6 separate regions of the Mus musculus genome follow, and all the other regions are linked to region 1. The links are chromatin contacts, called in public HiCAR-type and promoter capture Hi-C maps. All regions are on one chromosome and are shown on one strand. Each heading gives the region's core, a stretch centred on a gene start, on an enhancer-like site or on the middle of the called end of the contact. The rest is flanking DNA. Distances are from core to core; before and after follow the strand shown. Region 1 holds the start of Ppp4r3b (protein phosphatase 4 regulatory subunit 3B). Region 2 has its middle 97 kb from the start of Gm25387. Region 3 holds the start of Chac2 (ChaC, cation transport regulator 2). Region 4 holds the start of Erlec1 (endoplasmic reticulum lectin 1). Region 5 holds the start of Gpr75 (G protein-coupled receptor 75). Region 6 overlaps Psme4 (proteasome (prosome, macropain) activator subunit 4).

Evidence for each region. Promoter capture Hi-C pulls out the DNA fragments that hold promoters and counts their contacts. HiCAR-type assays count read pairs that join an accessible place to other places. Capture Hi-C pulls out chosen DNA fragments and counts their contacts.
Region 2: a promoter capture Hi-C map of second pharyngeal arch cranial neural crest shows a contact between it and region 1, with 10 times the contacts expected there. The contact joins the enhancer-like site here to the promoter of Ppp4r3b in region 1. A contact is called at or near these places in 10 of 39 promoter capture datasets (the 3T3-L1 cell line, cranial neural crest, embryonic stem cells and 6 more) and 10 of 115 datasets of contacts at active chromatin or transcription factors (astrocytes, embryonic forebrain, embryonic hindbrain and 5 more).
Region 3: a HiCAR-type map of astrocytes shows a contact between it and region 1, with 6 times the contacts expected there. The contact joins the promoter of Chac2 here to the promoter of Ppp4r3b in region 1. A contact is called at or near these places in 1 of 39 promoter capture datasets (pre-B cells), 2 of 484 Hi-C or Micro-C datasets (B cells and CD4 T cells) and 2 of 115 datasets of contacts at active chromatin or transcription factors (astrocytes and large pre-B cells).
Region 4: a promoter capture Hi-C map of liver shows a contact between it and region 1, with 6 times the contacts expected there. The contact joins the promoter of Erlec1 here to the promoter of Ppp4r3b in region 1. A contact is called at or near these places in 6 of 39 promoter capture datasets (the C10 cell line, frontonasal cranial neural crest, hippocampal neurons and 2 more), 2 of 484 Hi-C or Micro-C datasets (CD4 T cells and LSK cells), 2 of 115 datasets of contacts at active chromatin or transcription factors (bone marrow-derived macrophages and large pre-B cells) and 2 of 9 other capture datasets (adipose tissue and liver).
Region 5: a HiCAR-type map of astrocytes shows a contact between it and region 1, with 5 times the contacts expected there. The contact joins the promoter of Gpr75 here to the promoter of Ppp4r3b in region 1. A contact is called at or near these places in 3 of 39 promoter capture datasets (hippocampal neurons, liver and pre-B cells) and 2 of 115 datasets of contacts at active chromatin or transcription factors (astrocytes and embryonic forebrain).
Region 6: a promoter capture Hi-C map of stem cell-derived epiblast-like cells shows a contact between it and region 1, with 2.7 times the contacts expected there. The contact joins the enhancer-like site here to the promoter of Ppp4r3b in region 1. A contact is called at or near these places in 7 of 39 promoter capture datasets (3T3-L1-derived adipocytes, HPC-7-derived erythroid cells, cranial neural crest and 4 more) and 3 of 115 datasets of contacts at active chromatin or transcription factors (embryonic forebrain, large pre-B cells and microglia).

The regions. Positions count from the first base shown.
Region 1 is chr11:29,171,386-29,174,901 of GRCm38.p6, forward strand. Ppp4r3b (protein phosphatase 4 regulatory subunit 3B) reads left to right here and starts at 1,591. Exons shown (of 16, transcript NM_134034.3): 1 at 1,591-2,062; 2 at 3,288-3,343. The coding sequence starts at 1,921.
Region 2 is chr11:27,220,572-27,224,087 of GRCm38.p6, forward strand. No RefSeq gene overlaps it. Among named protein-coding and RNA genes, the nearest start is that of Gm25387, 97 kb to the right of the region's middle. Within about 2 kb of position 1,535, at least 9 of the 459 cell types and tissues checked have an H3K27ac peak or open chromatin away from gene starts, as enhancers often do. A contact at or near this core is called in embryonic stem cells and second pharyngeal arch cranial neural crest, where this site is marked.
Region 3 is chr11:30,984,514-30,988,029 of GRCm38.p6, forward strand. Chac2 (ChaC, cation transport regulator 2) reads right to left here and starts at 1,852. Exons shown (of 3, transcript NM_026527.3): 1 at 1,599-1,852. The coding sequence starts at 1,733. The region is part of intron 1 of Asb3 (ankyrin repeat and SOCS box-containing 3); the gene reads left to right.
Region 4 is chr11:30,952,367-30,955,882 of GRCm38.p6, forward strand. It overlaps Erlec1 (endoplasmic reticulum lectin 1), which reads right to left and starts at 1,765. Exons shown (of 14, transcript NM_025745.3): 1 at 1,548-1,765; 2 at 206-310. The coding sequence starts at 1,709. It overlaps Asb3 (ankyrin repeat and SOCS box-containing 3), which reads left to right and starts at 2,032. Exons shown (of 10, transcript NM_023906.3): 1 at 2,032-2,203.
Region 5 is chr11:30,883,721-30,887,236 of GRCm38.p6, forward strand. It overlaps Gpr75 (G protein-coupled receptor 75), which reads left to right and starts at 1,638. Exons shown (of 2, transcript NM_175490.4): 1 at 1,638-1,822. It also overlaps a transcript of Erlec1 not described here.
Region 6 is chr11:30,797,698-30,801,213 of GRCm38.p6, forward strand. All of the region lies in intron 3 of Psme4 (proteasome (prosome, macropain) activator subunit 4), which reads left to right. Among named protein-coding and RNA genes, the nearest start is that of Psme4, 28 kb to the left of the region's middle. Within about 2 kb of position 1,979, at least 10 of the 459 cell types and tissues checked have an H3K27ac peak or open chromatin away from gene starts, as enhancers often do. A contact at or near this core is called in stem cell-derived epiblast-like cells, where this site is marked.

The DNA of each region.
Region 1 (3,516 bases), core at 341-2,840:
ACAACCTTTTGGAGTTGTAGTTTCCTTGTAAAAGACTCTGGGGGAAGGTATGGCTATGGCACAGTGATGCTTCCAGACTACAGCATAAGCTGGATGGACCCTGACCAAAACATTCTACAGAGAATGCTCTGGGCACCTGAAATTTCTGTCCTAAAGGCTGAGTGGGCTTCCAGGATCTATCCAGTGCTCTTGCCAACGTTCTTTTCTCCTTTAGAGTGGGCAATGAAAAGGATGCTTAGACAAATCCTTGGGTGTCCTCTAACATTGGGCTAAAACACTGACTCTGGAAAGCTTTCTATGGCCTTCCCCAAACAAGTCATATTTTCCCTGGTTCAAAGTACATTTTGTCCATATCAGTCACAGATTATCAGGGACTTATGTATAGTGATTCACGTCCTTTTATCATAGGCAGAATCCTGTTACATACCATAGGCTGCAATTTCCATATGCAGTCGTTACAGGCAAATGACAGCAGACCAGGCTAATTTTCTTGGTCCCTCATACATTTAAAGAATCGCAATGATAGTTCAAATTTTGAAATCCTTTTCAATCAAGCGACTATGTACATAAGACACCCTTTTAAACATGAGTTGCCGCCTAACCTCGTCAAATCATAAGCACACTTTGACAAGCATGGTGATGACTACAACTCCCGAAATACACCGCGGGATCAACATGTGCACCTGCCCCGTGTTCACCTTTCAGGTTAGAGCCAAGAGTTGAGGGACCATATAAGAGAACGGAGAGGCGGCAGAACTACGCTGGGAGCGGATGCCTTCGGGCGAGCGTCACGCTCTGAGCGACGTTAACTTCACGCTGGAAACCGTTCTTGCGGCACATGAAGCTGAGAGCTCCCCGAGGATTGTGAGGCTGTACGCCTGTGCTTGCCTCGTCGCTGCCGCCGGTCTCTCTGAACCTTTTAATGGTCCGTGGTACCCGGCTAACGGAAGAACGCTTCGGCGGGAAATAGGAACTGTCAACGCGTTTGTGGAACATTAGATCGCCCACTGCTCATCGTGGCCATGGAACACCTTCCCGGCAGAAGCCTCGCAGATTCTATAACGGATTTTAGTGGGTGAAGGCTCGACCTCCCATCGTCTTCACGAATGACTCGAACACCCTCACCCCGTCTCAGTCCTTTTCGGGCTGTCAGCCTGAGTCCCTACACTTGGCTTCACTCTAGTCCTGTGCACGCATTCGGACTTCTCAGCCTGGCTCTGTTCTGCTGAGAGCAAGTCCAGAGTTGACAACCCGCCACATGACCAACATCAGCCCTACAAATCCCGAAGAACAACTCGGCAACTCCATCGCCAAGGCAACCTTCTACACACGCTTCCTCCCGGCGCAGGTAGAAAAGCTCGCGGGACTTCCCCGCCCAACTGAGATTCCCGAATCAGGAAGCGGGGCCGAAAGAGGAGGAAGTCCCTCCTTGGCCGGCTCACCTCGGCGGCGCACTCCTCGCGAGATCGCCGAGGTCTGACTCTCCGGAAGTGTGTTCGGAGGTAAAGGTACTGTGCGTTGGGCTCGTCGGCCGCCGTAGCCCCTGCTAGGGCAGCCCGTACGAACCTGCTGGAAGAGGAAGAGAAAGGCAGAGAGTCGGGTTACAAGATGGCGGATCTGTAGTAGTAACCGCGGCGGGCGGCGGCAGCGGGAGAGCGAGCGAGCTCCGGGACGCAAAAGGAAGGGAGAGTGGTTGTGCGCCGCGGTGAAGGGAGGGGTAGCGGAGACCACGAGCGGAGGGCTCTCGGTGGCTCTGGTCACCCCTTCTCGCGGCTAAACCTTTAGAGCCATGGTAAACTCGGGCCTCTCCAGAGTCGCTGCCACCACCGCCGCTGCCGCCACTACCGGCTCTCAAGAGTGAGGGATACCGGCGAGGTGAGCGAGGAGGTGGCGGCTGGAACGGTGGGGCCAGAAGCCACCATGTCGGATACACGGAGGCGAGTGAAGGTCTATACCCTTAACGAAGACCGGCAATGGGACGACCGAGGCACCGGGCACGTCTCCTCCACTTACGTAGAGGAGCTCAAGGGGATGTCGCTGCTGGTTCGTGCCGAGTCCGACGGTAAGGGTATTGGAACGGTGGGGTAGGGGATAGTGCATCGGTTGCGGCACAACCTGAGGGTTAAGCGCTGCGCTCCGGTACTGTATTCTGACTAGCACCACTAGGGACAGCGCATTGGTCTTGAGCCTGCCCTTCTTTACGATAAAAACAAACTGCTGGGCCTGGATTTACTCTCTGTCAGACGTGAACTCGCAGTTCTCCGCCTCCATCCCTATTGAGGATTTGACTCCTTCTCCCCCCCCCCCCACCCCCCCATCCCAACCCGGTAGTTGAGGTTTAGAATGTATGAGTGGGAAGTCAGTAGAAGACCAGGTAGGAATATCGCCCATGAGATGACCCCCGACTCCCGAGCCGCTTTAGGTACAGTCCTGTCGGTTGTACCTATGTAGCATAAAAGGTTTAGAGAAACTCTGCCTTAAAAACAAGTTTCAGTTGTTCCAATCGCCAGGTGCTGGGGAAAACTAAAACGGACTTTCTCTTGGAGTTACTACAGACTGTTGCCACGAAACACACAAGCACGTACATATTTATTGATTGATCCCTCCAAGGCTGCCGTTGTAGGGAGTGAAAAAGTGGGTTCCACAATCTCGGCAAGTTAGAAAACTAAAGCGGACTGTGAAGTTGTATTTGTTGATTGCAGAATTCATAGAAACCATTTTAATATTAAAAACTGACAGCCATAATAAAAAAGCTACTACTTATATATACTCAAGAGCTGCCCAACTGGAACAGCTAATGCATTCAAGAAATAAAAGAATAGCAATCTTAGATCATTTTGGGCAAATGTTGTACTAGTGCAGAGTCCCTCATTAGGAGTTAAGAGGCATTTATTTCTACATTATGAAGAGGAGGGTTTGTCAAAGGAAAAGGATAAATATCATTTGTATGGTAAGTCTCTCTGGGGTCCTTGTAATTTGTTTTGTTAGACAGGAAATTCAGTGAAACAGCTTTTGTTAAAGTTTAGTCTTCAAATGGTCAATTAGACCTTAAAGGTTTTAGTTACCTCATAGTCTGAATATTGATTTCACATTTCCTTCCTTCTGAGGACATATGGAGGTAGGATGAAACAGTCTAAGTTAACCATGTAGTCTTTATTTAGAAAATATGAATTAAAATACATTTGTAGCTTCAGATGTTCATCTGGTGAGAAGACATGAAATGCTTACTAGATGTGTGCTACTGAAGGTTTTATAATTTCAGACTTTTTTTTTTTTTACTCTTTCAGGATCGCTACTCTTAGAGTCAAAGATAAATCCAAACACTGCATATCAGAAACAGCAGGCAAGTAGTTGTTTATCTTTAATTTGAAAACTTCATCTGTGATCCAGGATGTATTATTTATGTGACAAAGATGGGAATATTTTCCAGACAAGAAAAAAAGTTTGGTAACTAAAATTAGGAACCATATATATTTTCCTTCAGTTTGAGAGTTTCAGACTGAAAAGCAGTTTTTA
Region 2 (3,516 bases), core at 285-2,784, 2.0 Mb before region 1:
TCCAGTAGAATCAAGCAGCATACTCCATGCCAAAACTCATCAACGCCTCTCAGGGGGCACAGGGGGCATAGAAAAAAATCTGCAGCAGTTGTTTGGCAGAAAACAATCACTAATATTTTTCAAGGAAAGACGGTAAAGGAAGATATTACGTATATAAAAAGGTAAGTGTGTAACAAATAGTTTAACTGTTGTATTAGTGAACCCCCCAAAGTGGACAGGAGCTGATCTGATGCAAATCACAGCAGGATCTTTATTCCACTAGCTCAGGTTCCCCAGGCCACTGCCAACATGTGGAACAAATTTGGTAGAAAGGAGTAGGGAATATCTAAAGTTTTATAGAAAGCAGCAAGAGGCCAGTGGGTGTTTCTAGCCTGGCAAGCATCTAACTGGAGAGCTACCATGTCCTTTAGTGTAAACTGACTGATACTGGGAGTCAAACCATAAACTTCACTTCACTTCTCTTTGTGTTGATGGTTATTAGTCAGGGGGACAGGGTTGTTGAAATTAACCTGGAAATGCTGGATTTGTTGGGGATTAGCTATAGAAACTGGAGTTTCTAGGTTTTGTTGGGGAGTAAATTGAAAACTAATGCCTTTTAGTTTACCTGAGTTCAAGTTTTCTGAAATGAAGTCTGAATTTAAGATTTGGTCTCTCGGGGCTGGAGAGATGGCTCAGCAACTGATCTTCCAGAGGTCCTGAGTTCAATTCCCAGAAACCAAGTGTTGGCTCACAACCATCTGTAATAGGATCTGATGCCCTCTTCCGGTGTGTCTGAAGAAAGCAATGATGTACTCATATACATTAAATAAATAGATAAATAAATAAATAGATAGATAAATAGATTTTAAATAGATAAATAAATAAATCTTTTTTTAAAAAAATCAAAAAAGATTTGGTCTCTCATAACAACTTTGTAGAATTTTATGATTCTTTATATTTTACAAACAGCAAGTGCCGCTTGCCAGTTGGAGCGATATATAAACCAGACAATTTGCTACTTTGAAACATTAAAGTACAAATCCCTGCTTATTTTCTCTGGAATAGCAACAGCCACAAACTACTTCCTGTGCTGACACTATCTATCTATTATGTTATTTATTTCTGCTCTTTTGTTTTCAAGCCCTGATGTCAATCATTATTCCAGCTGTTCTCTCTTAAGCTACTATGACAGTTTCTTTGTCAGACTTTTTGTCTTTTATTTCCATCCCAACACAGAAATCATACTGATATTCAGTGATCCTCCTTTCTTGCCACAAAATCTGATTTTTATAGCTTGTCAGAAGACATCTGAGCTGCTACCCAGGTTGAATCTCCAGATTATCATGAACTGAAATTGCTATGCATCAAGGCTTGTGTTCTGTCACGATGCTGTTTCCCTTCCTTCAGCACAAATCTCCTGTATATACCTTAACAAATTGCCGCACTCCTCACAGCTTAAACCAACAGGAATTTATTCTCTCATTACAGACATTCTGAAGCTCACCATTAGGATGTCAGCTGTGTTGATTTCCTTGAGGGACCCTAAGGGGTTTTCCAGTCCCACACCCTCCTTAACACTTCCCCCTCCTGCCTGGAGTCAAGGCTAGTCCAAGTTCCATTCTCCACCCACAGGAACATTCCTGAGTAAAACAATCTCAGAATGTACTGACTGATAATTACTTGAGCCTCTGGAAAGTCTCAGGTAGAGTTCAAATGCCTGTCATGCTTGCTAGCCAATAGATTTAAAGGTCTATATGCTTAGACAACAAGTTTGAACTATAACCTTGCTGATGAAACCTGTGAACCTAAAAAATATAAAAACTGCTCATAATAGTTGTTTGGGGTCACTTTCTTAGTAACTTGCCTTGATGGACTAATTGAAGGTCGACCCTGATATACCCAAAAATAAACCTCTTTGTTTTGCATAGATCTGCATATCTCTTTGGGCATCTCAAAGTAAGTACCATTGACAAAAGGTCAGTGTCTTACACTCTCAAGATTCCTTGAGGTAGGTTCCCTATTCCATGTCTTTTGTTGGCTGCCTGAAACCCTTGGTTTCTGCATAAGTTCCATTTCTGCCCCCCTCTGTTTCACTGTGTGTAGTGGTTTGAATGAGAATGGCCCCTATAGGCTCATAGATTAGAATAATTGTTCAATAGGACGTGGCACTACTTGAGCAAGATTAGCAGATACTACCTTGTTCGAGAAAGTGTGTCATTGAAGGTTGGACTTTAAGGTTTCAAATCACAAGCCAGGTCCAGTGTCTCTCTCTTCCTGTTGCCAGCTATCAGGATATGGAACTCTCAGCTACTTCTCTGGCACTATGTCTGTTTGTATGACTCTATGATTTTTGCCATGATGAAAATGGACTAGACCTTTGAAACATGAAGGAAGCTCACTTAAATGCTTTCTTTTTATAAGAGTTGCTGTGGACATAGTGTCTCTTCACAGCAATAGACTACTAAGACAGAAACTGGTACTAGAGATCAGGTTATTGCTGTGGTAGGTCTGACCATGCTATTTATTTAAGGAATGCTGAAGACTTTGGGACTTTGGGCTAGAAAACTAGTTGAATGTTTTAAGCATGATAAATGGGCCATCTTAGGAGGAACATAAAAGACAATGGTGCTGAAGATAGAGGAGGTAAACCTGAATAACATTGCTAGGTGGTCTAGAAACTGTTCTTGTGATAATTTAAAGAATGTGGCTGCTTTATATACTTGTTGAGGAAATATGCCTGAGGCTAGTAACTCCTGGACTATTTCTATTCATTTTTTTTTTTTTTTGGTATTTATTTCATTTACATTTCCAATGCTATCCCAAAAGTCCCCCACCCATTCCCCACCCACCCACTCACACTTCTTGGCCCTCGTTCTCCTGTACTGAGACAGATAAAGTTTGCACGACAAATGGGCCTCTCTTTCCACTGATGGCCGACTAGGCCATCTTCTGATACATATGCATCTAGAGTCAAGAGCTCTGGGGGAGGGGGTACTGGGTAGCTCATATTGTTGTTCCACCTATCCGGTTGCAGACCACCCCAGCTCCTTGGGTACTTTCTCTAGCGCCTCCATTGGGGGCCCTGTGATCCATCCATTAGCTGACTGTGAGCATCCACTTCTGTGTTTGCTAGGCCCCAGCATAGTCTCTCAAGAGACAGCTACATCTGGGTCCTTTCGATAAAATCTTGCTAGTGTATGCAATGGTGTCAGCGTTTGGAAGCTGATTATGGGATGGATCTCCGGATATGGCAGTTTCTAGATGGTCCATCCTTTTGTCTCAGCTCCAAACTATGTCTCTGTAACTCCTTCCATGGGTGTTTTGTTCCCAATTCTAAGAAGGGGCAAAGTGTCCACACTTTGGTCTTTGTTTGTCTTGAGTTTCATGCGTTTAGCAAATTGTATCTTATATCTTGGGTATTCTAAGTTTCTGGGCTAATATCCACTTATCAGTGAGTACACATTGTGTGAATTCTTTTGTGATTGGGTTACCTCACTCAGGATGATGCCCTCCAGGTCCATCCATTTGCCTAGGAAT
Region 3 (3,516 bases), core at 602-3,101, 1.8 Mb after region 1:
TACTTTTTAAAACTGATATACACAAACAGCACCACCACAAAACAAAACCATCACAACAACAAAATCTGAAAACAAACCATGGACTTTTAAAGAAATATTGTATTGATTAGACAATTTTTTTTTTTACCAGCAGTCTGCGTGACAGTACACATATCTTAATGTGCTATGTAAGAAAGATACCCTTTGATTGAGCCTATGTTGTAAAATATGCAGTCATAACCACATACCTGCCTGCTTAATGTTTGGTTATTAAAATGAAAAGCTAGTTTAAGGTATATATATATATATATACATACATACATACATATACATACATACATATATATACCTAAAAGGCATTTTATTTATTTTAATTCTTTAATATTTTAAATATTGTTTTATAGTAGTCTTGGTAATTCTTTGGTTATGGTGTTTCTGTTGATGTAAATAAACATTGGCCTCTGTTTGGGTTCCACCAGGCCAGGAAAGTCTACCTTAATTCTAAATTGACAAACTGTAGTTAGAATGGTTCTACCTCAGATGCTCTTCCTGATTTAAAGCCTGTATCTTTTGAGCAGGTACACACTGTGATCTTTCCCTTTCCTAAAATCTCTTCTGATACTTGGTTTCCAGTATTTCAGAATATTATGCTTTAGAGTATTTTTTAAAAATGGTGCTGGGAATTGAACTCGGGCAGGGCCTTGCATGCACTAGGTAAGAACTCTACTACTAAGCTATATTCCCAGACTTGTTTCTGAGCTTGAGGTCCAGGCCAGTATTGAACTTGTGATATTCTTTTGGATTACAATTTTGTACCAGCAGACTAGGCTAATTTTAAGAGTATGTTGGAGAACACAGGAACATTCAAAACCAAAGGTTAGATATTAACCAAACAAGTTACTAGTTCATACTTGTTTAACTTTTTTTTTCCACAGATTTTTTTTTTTTTTTTTTTTTTTTTTTTGTAGCCAAGGCAAATAGTGAGCTGCTTCTAACACTCTGAACCCCTGGAGAGCTGAATGCTTTATATGACCGAACTGAAAAACAGATCCAATGATTTGTATTTACATTAATAATTCAAGAGAACTATGGAGAAGGAACATTCAAATAATGGAGATTTTCAATTCATTACTCAGAACGAACTGCAAACCTCACATAACTTTGCTTATACCTCTCAATCAAAAAATCACCATGGGCATAAAAATTGGAATGACTGGAAACTAGTTCTTTCATGATCTTAGGCATTTTAAAACTAAAACATTGGAAACATAAATTGGAAATTTACAGGCACATATAAATTCAGACCAGTAAAAACCTGGCATAATATAGACATATCAACGAATTTACACACTGACCATGTGGTGACATGAAAATTCAACTTTATTATTTTGTGGGGTGGCAGAGGTTGCCAAGATAAGGGTGCTGTCCTGGCCACTTCAGCCTTGGGCGAGCTCCCTGTGCCCGTGCTTTCTGCTTTAGAAACTAATTACTGGCTTCTGAAGCGGCCTAAGGATATCCACTTCTTGAGAGAGGCAAGGGCAGGTGGCCAATGAAGTTGAGAGCTTTATCCTGTTCCAGTGCTCTGCTGGGTAGGTGGGCATGAGGCGCTGGCTCCTTACCTTGCCTGGGACCCCGCGGTGGTCCGTGCTACCTTGCCAGAAGCGCCGACTGTAGTTTGTGATGTAACCAACCAGCTTGTCCTGGTAGGGGAAGTCCACCTTCCAGATGAGGGACCCATAACCAAACACCCACATCTTTCTGGACCCTGACCGGCACTCGGACTTCAGAACGAGACTGCTACCGAGGGGAGTAACCGGCTGCTGGGGCAGTGCCAGGCGCTCTGGCTTCGCCTGATGTGCGGCGCAAAGCACACTGGGTTTTCAGAGCTTCTATGGTGCGGGAGGGGTGGGGGTAGGGAATGGGAGGCAGGGGACTACATTACCCACAATTCTTTAGAGTTTTACGACTCTCGAGTTGGAGCAGCACCCCTCCCACCTTTTTTTCTAGTGAGAATTGAAAGAGGAGAAAAGGCAGGACTCCTGTCTTATAGGGCACCACAATTAGCACGTAGTCATTTTGTTGTGCTTTGAAAATTGGCTAGCTGCCCACATCAAACAGCAGCCAGAGTGGCAGATCCCGGAAGTATAATATCTGTATGACCAAGTCCTGTGTCCTTTGCTTTTAAATAGAAGCAAAACAGTAGTTTTATGTGTGTGAAAAAGCAACTGGATTCTAATGGAAGTTGCTTATCAGATTGGGGGGAGGGGGGGAAGAACGGGACTGTTTAAGCATGATGAAGGAGAGAGGTTTTTATACAGTAAGAGACATCTGGAACAGTTCACAGTGGGCAGGACCAAACTGAGCTGTGCCATGTGAGAAGAGGGAGGGAAAGAAAGATGAGAGAGAGGGACTAGGTGCAGCAGCCTGGAGGCTCAAAAGGGATTTGGTTGGATTATATAGGAAAGGGCTGCTGCTAGAAGGTCAGCCCAGCCCTAGGGATGGAAAAGTTTAGAGTAGGGGTTGGGGTATGCCAGCAGGAGGGTCCTGAAATAGATCAGGACCGAAGGATGCAGGAAGAACTTGGCAGTCAGTGCCTATTATGATGTTAAGTAGGCACCTCAGCCATTTTTCTCACTTTTGAAACCTACCACTTATTTAAACTTCAAAGAACAGTTTGTTCAGTCTTAATCTCGGAGGCTCAGAGACGAGCAGGTGCACTCTCCCATTACATTACTTCACCAGTGGCTTTTACAGTGCTGCTTATAGAATCCTTTTCTTTTCTCAGGTGAATGGCTGCTGTTTTGTTTAATAAGAAACTTTGAGGATAATGAATATTCTTTACTGAACACTTAATTTGGATGGTTGAGGAGAATTCTTATATTTAGTTTAAAATGTATTGTTTTTCCTGGATTTCCTTCTTAACTCTTAAGTATTTTCATTGCCTCCCCATCAGACAGTTCTATTCTTGCAGAACTATGGCAGGACACCTTAAATTTTAGATAAAAACACTAGTGGGAAAATATGTAGAACCACTGTTGACTATTGGGAAACATATTTTCTTAGTCTTCCTTTGGGTTGTGTTCTTTGTATTCTTAAGATTATAATATTTTATGTATTTGAATTTCTCAAAAATTGAAAATTAAGTGATATATATACACTCCCTCCCCCCAAAAAGAACAGAGCTTTGTTTTTTGTCTTTGATTGGCACCCCACTGAAAAGCAAGCTGATGTCCTAAATGTTGCTATAGTGATATAAATAGTAAGGAAGCAAAAAAAAAATTCCTCCTAAGTTATAGGGATTTTTAAAATACACACTCTAGATAAAGGTTCCAAACACTGAACTCAAATACAGACTTTTGAAAGTGTTGAAGCAGTTACTACTTAAACTGTAGAAAATTTGGCTTGGATTTGCATTTTTCTGGGGAGAAACTTGTTTAATGCATCTCTCCAAGAGGTCAAACATTCTAAGAAATACTATCATCTGTTGAGTTAGTGCTATTTCTCACTTCAACCATTCTGATTCTTTATGGAGGAATA
Region 4 (3,516 bases), core at 515-3,014, 1.8 Mb after region 1:
TTCTGCCTGAACCTCTTAGTGTTGAGATTAGAGGTGTGAACATCACACTTGCCTGGTTGCTAATTTTTCTAAAATAAATTCCCAATTTAATATTTTTTGCTACAAGGCTGTTGAGACGCTTGTTACTTATTTTAATATATGATCATAAGGCTGTAAAATGCATCTTTAGTTAGAGAGATCAGCAATATATGTATAAAAAACATACCTCATCCCCACTTGTCACAAGTGGAAGTATACATTTGTATTTTTCTTTATGAGCAGTTGTCATGATGATGTAATTATCTTCTTTATACAAAACTCCAGTTGTAGGCTAGAAACAGAATCAAAAGCATACATTATTTTTTGTCAGTTAAGGTGCTTTACCCTGAATACATTCAGTGCTCTTTAGAACAAAGGTTCCTCAAGTAAATTGACCAGTTCTACTGAAGATTGTTAAAGCACATTTTCAGATGTAGGCAAAATAGTGTAAACATCTTTAAATGATAAGGAGGAAATTAAAAACTGTATACTGTTGTCCTATCTAACAGAAAAGATAAAGTTTGGGCTGTAAAAGAAAACTAGTAAGGCAATAGATTGAAGTTTAAATGCTAATTAATACATACATTGAGGCTATACATTGTGGCACACACCTTTAAGCCCCGCCCTCAGGAGGCCGTGGCAGGCGGATCTGTTTAAGTTCTAGTTTGCACTTGTTTACTTTTTTGGCGGTGCTGGCAATGGAATCCAGATCTAGGTGTGTGGTAAATTTGTCTGTAGTAGTTACACATGGATAGACATTTCAGCACTACAATCATTCAAAACTGAATTTCCATTCTTGTTAGATTATACACCAAAATCTCGTATTCTAGGACTGGAGAGATGCCACAGAAATTAAAAACACATTATTACTCTTCTCGGAGGGGTGAGTACAGTTCCCAGTTCTCACATTGGGAGCCTCACAGCCACTGGCTCTTTCATTCTTGCCTTTTTACACAATACACATTAATTAACGATCATAAAATCCTTTTTAATCTCATGTTCTAGAGTCCTAAATAATAGTGGTAATACATTCAAGCCTCTAGTCTATTCTGCATGGCCAGTAGTATTCCGCATATAAGCTCACTAATATCTTCCAAACCAAATAGCCCTCTCAAATGCCTTAAGGGAAAAGATTCTCAGAAGCTGTATACGTCGTTTTTAAGTGTGTGTTGGAGAGAAAGAATGAATAGAGATGGGACTCCTGTCTGTTGGACGGTTGTGCGGGTAGGGTGATGTGCTAGTTAATTCTAAAACTTCCTCCACAGAGTGGGGCTGTAGAGAAGCCAGATCTAACGTAATGAGATTTAAAGGAGGGAGATGAAGTGACCGCTGATCTCCTAGTTAGTATGGAGGGCATATCCACTTAGTGTGCTAAACGAATTAATGAATGAACGAACACACTTAGGCTTGGGGTCGATAAATGCTTGGGAAAAAAAGGTTCTGGAAGAAAAAGCTAAGGAATCGAGGGCTGGCCCGAATGCTTCGTGCCAGAAAGAGGGGAGAAGGCTGCGGCTCGTGAGGGCACTGACCAGAGAGAACTCGGTACCAGGCCAGTTGACTCGGAAGGGGATGTCGTCGCTGAGCTGGGGCAGCGCTCGGCCGCCGCCGGACGCCTCCAGGAGACCGTACAGAACCAGCAACAGTGGCCCTCCGGGGACCAGGCTCCGCAAGCCGCCGTCTCCTTCCTCCATTGCCGCGTCCTCCAGCCACCGTCACAACCTCCTCTACCAGAGGAGAACAGGAGGAGGGGAGGAGGAGGGGGAGGAAGGGGGGGAGGAGGAGGGGGAGGAGGAGGGGGAGGAGGAGGAGGAGGAGGAGGAGGAGGAGGAGGAGGAGGAGGAGGAGGAGGAGGAGGAGGAGGAGGAGGAGGAGGAGGAGGAAGAAGAGGAGGTACTACAAAGCGTCCTTAGTGCAGGGGACCCAACCGCCGCCGCCACGTCTCCTTGCAGACGGCTGGGCAAAGCCGCCTCCGCCTTACAAGGGCTTGGGGCCACCGCTTCCGGGGCAGGCAGCACATCAACATCCGGGGTTGTTGAGTCGGTGGCCTACGGAAGCCCGCGCTTGGGTCGCGTTGCATTGCGTTGCTGCTGTAGCATCCTAGCGGTTGGACTCAAACGCAGAGGCCCGGGACTGACGCCGGTTGAACGGGTCTGGAGACGGCGCTTGGACGAAGCGGCCCGGCCAGGTGAGTCCTGGCCCGCGCGCTCAGTCCAGCCGCTAGGGACTCTCGGGATTTGGGGGTGAGTGGGCGGCGGCCCGCTCTCAGAAAGCAAGTAGAGAACCGAGCTGTGCAGAGTCGAAGTAGAACTTACAGTTCCGACTGAGCTGCCTACCCTCCAGTCTTTTGCTATTTGCACTCTCCATCTTCTCTCCAGAAGCTTCTCTTAGTTTCTTTTGATGGCGACTGTTGTCACGTCTGTCTCAGATGCTGTGTGTTTGGGGACACCCCCAGTGACACCTGCCACGTCCTTCGACTTTGGCATAGATTTGTTGGGTGGCTAGGCGCGTACAGTCCTGCATTTTTACTTCAGGAGAAGTTTTCCCTCCCTTGACTCAAGTGTTGGACTGTTGTTATTTTACTTAAGTCCAGAAAGTTTATGTCAAGGCCAGAGCCAGGTGAATGTGAAGTTATGAATCAAGTTACAGCAGACTGAATATAGACAGAAAGTTTTGGTTTTTGTCCCCTTCTTGAAAAAAGAAAATAATGTCCACATTTTTTTTCATCTCCTGTGTAATAATTTTACAGTGTTTGCCATAGAACATTTGGTAAGGACTGCCCATGTTGTGGTGTTAAAATCCACTGGGAGAAGAGACTTAGACTCAATTCAAATTTAGACTAAATGAACTTATTCTTACTGTTGGCAGAAGGAAGGGAGCCATAGAGCAAATACAGCCCACCATGCAAAAGGTGAATTAAGGTGGGGCTTTAAGGAGGACATCTGAATTACATGGATTACTGATATCCATGGAGTCTACATCTGATCAGGAAAATTGTCTCACTTCTCTCAGTTGTTTCTTACTTTCTCATTATACAGTAATAAAAAAAAAAAAACCATTTTATCCCTTCCCCAAAGCGATAGTAAGTTTTACAAAAGGCAAGCAGCCTTTAATGCTTTATAGCCCCATTGTCTGATTCTTATCTATCCATTAGGATCTCCCAGGCATTCCAGAGCAAAAGACTCATTGGCCAGTTAAGGGAAGCCTGGCTCCACGTTAAGTTTCGTCAGTCATCACAGAGGACTTCTACTCTAATGACTGAGATAGAGCAGTTCATTTTTCAGTGGGTAAAAACATAGTGCCACTAGATTAAGGCTGGCTGTCATATCCCCACACTCAAATTTGAACCAAATCAAAAAGCAGGAAGAGCAGTCCGTTTTTCAGCTTTGTAAGTTTTCTTTAAGGTAAAGACTCACACTATTAAAACAATATTGTTCTAGAACTGATGTTTTGTTCATTGCATTAGCTCATCATAATGTTTAATGTGTGTCAGGCATTGGG
Region 5 (3,516 bases), core at 388-2,887, 1.7 Mb after region 1:
GTGACTGAGGTGAGGGACTGGTGTAGCCTAGCAGTCGAGGCCTTGCATAGCACAGTAGCATCCCTGAGTTCAACCCCAGTACGAGGGCAGGGCGTGGAATTCACACTTGAAAGCTTTTCTTATATTGGAGCATCCAAGGAATATTTAAGCCAGGAGCTCCTAATGATGGTTGTTTGCCATCCTGCCCAGTGAATGTGGACATTTTATTGGCCTTGATGTGCACTTTCCCAGAATGCTCCTTATTTTGCATGCCATCCATAAGATTGTGCTGGAAAGCTGGGTTTATTGCCTGTTCACGTGCTAGCATATTGTTAGCCATGATTAACTTTTACAGACTTTGCCTTTTGCATTATTGGTATGCCACTGTTTTTATCCAGTATCCTTGCTGCCATATTTTGTGCATGTTATTATTTTGTGTTGCCTTATAACCCCACAAACATTGGTGGAGCCTTTGTCTTTCTCAGTATGAGGTTGGTTTCTCTCAGGTGTATGTACTACTGATGGCTACTAGTAGTTCAGCCTGAACATTTTGTTATCGTTTATGTCCAAATGGAAATTATACAGGCAGTATTTAATGTATTTGGAGAGACATATAATTTGGGTCAGAATTCCCACTCTTAACTGCTAATTCGTGTTTTTTTTCTTCAAATGTTTCTAGGGCCCAGTGTTACCTTTACCAACAACATCTTAGAACCAGTATATTGCCAAGTGTCTGGGGAGTAGAACATGATTTATGTGAAAATTAGTTGGGGGTTTTTCTTGAGCATTTTTTTTCCTAAACATAGTTCGGATTTCACAAATCCCTTCAACATGTTTCTTAGTAAAAAATGGGAAAATTAATAGAATTGTATTAGTATTATTATATTTTATACTTAATTACATTAAGTATAAAGGAAACTTAACAGAAAACGGAAAGGGGTTGTAGTGGCAATGGTGCCACGAAATATTTCACCTGGATGGAATCAAAGTCTTTGATTTCTAACCAAAAAAAAAAAGGGGGGGGACATTTGAATAGCATTCTCTATTTCTTAAGTATTGGATGAGATTAGAAAAGTAGAAGATCATAATTAACCAGGTTAAAATCCTGAAGGAGTTAACAGGGTATGTTTGCCCATAACAACATACTTAGGAATGTTTCTTATATAAGCTAAAGTGGGTTTGTTGTTTTAGACATATTGACTTTGGGAGATGAGAAGCAACGCTCTAATGGTTTATGCTGGTGTTTTAAACAGGACTAGCTGAATTACACTATTGCTTCTCAAGATTTTTACACCCAACACGGTATTTAATAGTACCTGTTTGTTTGTTTTTTTAACTTTGCATCAACCACGTACTTACTATGACCTAAGACACATATGTGTGTTGAAATTGGTTCGATTCAATTTGTCATAATGACTTTAATTATTAAACTGGAACTGACAGCCTAGTTAGAAAGCCAAGGAGATCAGCTTGAAGGCTCTCCGCAGGCACTCTCAGCTGTCTCCTCCTGCCTGGCATCTCTGGTTTTCATTTTTTCCTTGCTGTGTATCAGCGGTCAGTGGCCAATTCACAGGCAGCCCTGGCATATCGGAGCGCACTCCCACTAGGCTGAGGCGGGCAGGCAGGGAGGGTGCCGAGCAGGCGGGGCGGCCACGGTCAGAGGGAGGGGCCGCGCCCCGGGTTCGGTGACTGCGCCGCGCGCCCGGCTCGCCTAGGCTCCCGGGATGCGCGGAGGCGGCAGCGATGGCGATGATGACTCTAGCCCGGCAGCTTCCAGGCCACCGGGCACAGATAGGGTCACTACTGCGACACGGAGGAGGAAGGGCGGCGCTGAGGCCAGCTGGTAGGTGAGAGGCCGCAAGCCCAGACCGGGAGGATCACACCAGGGTTGTGAGGCGAGCGGGAGCGGGGAGAAGGCTAAGCTTGGCCTGGCCTGGTAGGTTGCGCACCTGTGTTCCTGTGCAGCCTTGCTGTAAGCTCTACACAGACCACAACCCACTGCCTGCATCCAGGCGGAGTCCAAGCATCCCTGGACTAGCCTAGGCCTGTGTTTCCTCCAGTTCTAGGGAGCCCCCTACCCGTTACCAATCACAGTTGGGGATAAACCTGCAATCTCCTACTCCTTTAGTCAATAGTACGATAGTACGCAGTGCTCCACAGACTCCTTATCCCTCCACCAGAGACCCAGATCTTTCCCACCCCATCAGCTATTAGCCTCAATGGATAGATAGTTCAGGTGATTAGAAACAATGGGAGGTTTGAAATATCTCACTGACCTTGGGCAAGTTATTTAGCCTCCCCGTGCTTTTCTAGATCCATTCAAATTAGTGGGAATGGGACAGAACTTAGTTTTGTGTGAGGGCTGTGGAAAAAAAAAAAAAAAAAAAAAAAAAGCCTTCCATGAAGAAATTCGGCATTTATTTGGGGTTGGAATACAATGAAATAATCAAGGTCATGAGTTAACTTGTAAGTGTCCTAACGTTTGCTTCAAAAATTAATAATCTCTGTGAGCTCCTAGGGATCCGGGTTAGTTGATTCTGTTGGTCTTGCCCTTCAGCTCCCTCAGTCCGTCAACTTTTAGAATGGGAATAAAACAAACAAACAAACAGCACAGTATTAGAGACCCATCGCCCCTCCCCCCTCCCGCCTTCTCTTCCCCCTGTCCCTCCCTACACCTACTCATGACCCCCTCCCTCCTTCCCTCAGGCTGGCTTTCAAGTAGGTGATACTGCCTTTATGCTCTTGAGAGACTGAGATTACAGGCTACCACATCCAGCTTTTCACATATTTTTTTGTTTATTTGTTTTGCAACAGAGTGTCACTATGTAGCCTTAGCTGGCCTGGAGCTTACTGTGTAGATCAGGCTGGCCTCCAACTCAGAAATCTGCCTCCTTCTGCCTCATGAACACTGAGATTAAAGGCCACATCCATATTTTACTAAGAGTTGACACTAAGCAATTTGTTAGGAGTTCCTCGTTCTTGCTTCCAGTTACCTCAACATCCTTCCGCAACTGTAATCAGATGTATATTAATTCATTTTGAGAAAAAGTCTCACTATATGTATGTAGTCCAGACTAGTCCTGCCTGGTTTTGTAATCTTGATCCTCTTGGCTCAGCTTCCCCAGATATGTGTCATTATACTCTGCTCATTCTATCTTATCATGGTTAATAAGTATACTTAAACCCAGCATTCTGAGCTGGTGAGATGTCTCCACAGAAAAGGCATTTGCCACCAATGCCAAGGACTTACATGATGGAAGCAGAAAGCCAACTTCTACAAATTATCCTCAGAACTCCAAATGTCTGCCTGTCTTAGGGTTTCTATTGCTATAATAAAACACTGTGACCAAAGCCACTTGGGGAGAAAAGGTTTATTTCATCTTACAGCACACCATACAAGAAAATCAGGGCAGGAATTCAAGGTAGGAACTGATGCAGATGCCATGGAGGACTGCTTCTAACTGTCTTGCTTTTTATTGTTTGCTCATCTGTTTTCTTATAGTACTCAGAACCACTGACCCAGGAGTAGAATCATGC
Region 6 (3,516 bases), core at 729-3,228, 1.6 Mb after region 1:
ATTTGAAACAGCTTTGTCATTTGACAGCCTGTTCTTGTACTATTTTTAGATGGTTTTTTAAAATCAGAAGTGCTTCATTTGTTAAGTGTTTGTCTTTCAGCTCTTCAATTCTGTGTGCCTGGTGTATTCTGTTCTTATGGAAACCACTGCTTAGAGTGCCATGTATTTCTTTTTTTTTTTTTCTTAAAGATTTATTTATTATATGTAAGTATACTGTAGCTGTCTTCAGACACTCCAGAAGAGGGAGTCAGATCTCGTTACAGATGGTTGTGAGCCACCATGTGGTTGCTGGGATTTGAACTCTGGACCTTCAGAAGAGCAGTCGGATGCTCTTACCCACTGAGCCATCTCACCAGCCCCAGAGTGCCATGTATTTCATTCTACCTTAAAACTTGGTTCTGTTTAGAGCAAAGATAATCAAAACATTTACCCTCTCTTCCTTCTCTTCCCTTCCATCTCAGACTTCAAGTACTGAGACTGTTGGTAATTGAAAGAAGTTTTTAGGTTTTTTGTTTGTTTTAAAACAAGGCCTCCATGTTGTCCTGTCTGTACTAGAACTCACTATGCAGACCAGGCTGGCTTTGAACTCAGAGAAATGTCTGCCTCTGCCTCCTGGGTACTGGGACAAAGGAATGCACCACCTCACCTGACCTAGTAGAGTTTTTAATTTAGTACAAAATACAAAATTGTATTTTTGACTCCTGTTTCCTATTCATGTCTTGTCACAACTTAATGTTCTTGTAAAAGGACATTTTAAGTATTTTTCCTTTTTAAGTGTTTTTCCTCTATATATTTTAAGGCTACCATGCATACTATTTTTCATAGTGTATATGCGTGTAGGAAAAAATTGTTTTCCTTTCTTTACTTTTTTTTTTTTACTTTTTTTTTTTTTTTTTTTTTGAGGGGGAAGGACTAGGGTCTTGTTGTGTAGCCTAGGCTGGCCTCCAGCTCCCAACAGTCCTGCCACCACACCTGGCTTGGTACTTAGTTTTTGATTACCTGTGTATCTCTATCCCATTACCATTTGTGGTTGTTAGCAATTGAGCCCAGGGATTTGACTTGCTAAGTAAGTGTTGTACCACTGATATCTACCCTAGCCTGGCTTCCTCTATTGATTCAACAAAGGGTCATTTGCTTTTGTTGTTTTTGTTTTTTGAGACAGGTCTTTTTGGGTGCAATTTTTTAAAAATCAAACTTCTGCCTTTCCAGGAGCTCTGCCTGCCACTCTCCAGGCTAGGCTCTGTGATCAGTCACCACTGGTCTCACTCAGCTCCAGCAAGGGCCAGCTGGCCGTTTTTTAAAACTAGCTCCCTCCATCTTCCTTGGCCCCTACTCATTGTGTAGGCGGAGACTGCAAACTCTAGGGGCCCCAAGACCTACATGTCTGTAGCTTCCCCCTTGCTCCAAAGCCTGGTCTGAATCCTTTTTCTCTGTGTCCCTTCTCTTCCTCCTAGGACCTGGAAATCCCACCTTTTTTTCCCTTCATTCAGCAAGTGACTTTTCCCTCCTTTATTGACACAATCAAGAACCAATTAGGGAATCAACCCCTTCCACTACAGGTCTTGCTATATATAGCTCAGTGGCCTCAAACTCACAGTTCCTCTGCTACTGCTTCCCTAGGGCTGGAATTGCATGTGTCAATACACTTGGTTTACAAAGGGCAATTTATGATCACATAAGTCTTTTATTCTTACCTTTACCTGTTTACAACATGGAAATAACATATTCTACTCTGGGGTTTCTTATTACTCATTAATGATCTGGACCCAAAATTTAATAGTTAATAAAATGAAGAAAGTCATTCCCCCAATGAACTGTCAGTAAGTCATTTTCACCAGTTATTTCATCAGTAAACACTGAATTGCATTGATTTCTAAAACAGCATTTGAGGAACATTATGAGGAGAAAGGGCTCAGCAATTAAAAGAATATGTTTCTTCAGAAGATCCAAGTTAGGCTTTTAGCACCTGTAACTCCAGCTCTAGGGCATCTGCTGCCCTCTTCAGGCCTCCTTGGGTATCCCGTCCCCTGCCTGGGACATACATAGAATAGTTCAGATTGTTCAAGTAATCATGCTAAATTTACATGAGAGGAAGGGTGATTACAGTAACATTTATTTTAGAAAAATGCTTTAATTTTAATGAAAAGTTAGTGCTACCATTGCCTCCATGGTGATGATGGTGTCTCTTCTGTGTAACTGATGAAGTAATCTTAATGGCTGTAAAAGTGACATTTAACAGAGTGGTGTGAGATTTGAAAGATGGGTAATGAAAAATGTTTGATTGGCTAAAGATGAGTTTGTTTAGATTTAGAAAGAAGGTAAAACTGACTTAATACATTGTTAGGGGAAAAAAGAATACTATTTAATTAGGAGTTTAAGGCAGGGAAAGAAGGAATGCACCATTATTGTTGTTTTCCAATTCATATGTTAAAAAAAGCAAATAGAGTTAGTCTGACAGAAATTTTAGTTCAGTTGAATCTATGAATATTTCTGGGATTATTTTTATTTTGAATGTGTCATGTGTTGGGGGGGGTTTACAAGTGAATCTTGGGCATGACTCAGTGTTTAAGAGCACTGCCTCTTTTTCCACAGGACATGGATTTGATTCCTAGTACCTACAATGGTGACTCACAACCATCTGTATGTAGCTCCAGCTTTTGACTTCCATAGTCACCAGGCATGTAGTGATGCACATATACATGCAGACAAAACATTCATACACATAAAATAAATAAATGATTCTTTAAAATTTTTTTAAAATAAAAGAAAAGCTAATCTTATCTTGATAGTTATAAAGAACTAGGAGAGTCAGGTTACAGCCTCCATGACTTTGAAATTCACTTTTTAGTAACTGGGAACAGAAATGGTTGACTCTCTTGTCCTGCCTTGGAACAATCAGAGAGCATTAGTGCCATCATGAGGAAATTGAAGTGTAGAGAAAAATTTACATGAGGCTCAAACTGGAACAAGAGCTTAAGAATTCACTTTTGTACAGAATAGTAAGGTGATGAAAAGAAATTTCTCATCTGGGTATTATATCCTGAATCATAAATTCATGATTGATAGGCAGGAAAATTGCTGTAGCAGTAAAAGGTGCACAAGTTTTTGTTTCTGTGAAGTTGCACGTACAATGCTTTTTGCAAAGCATGAATTAATAGTTGTTAATATTTGCTGTGATGCCTAATAAATAATTCCGAGCTACCCAACAGCTTTCAATATATTATCTCAGTTAATTTTAAAATAGCTTTATGAGAGGGTAGGTATTTGCCATGATAAAAAGTACTAAGCTGTAATACTATATTCTTAGGAACAATGACTTGATTTTCAAATTCAGATTTGTCTGACTCTTAGGTTCAACCTGAAGCATTGTGTACCCATGGCTGCCTTTTGTAAATGAACTACCATTTTTAAGAGAAAATGGGGTGTGAGAAACTCCATCTAAAGCTTAATCACTCTGTAGATCACTTTAAAACCATGAACAGTTTGAGTTACCAGTTTAGTATTATAAATTCCCAA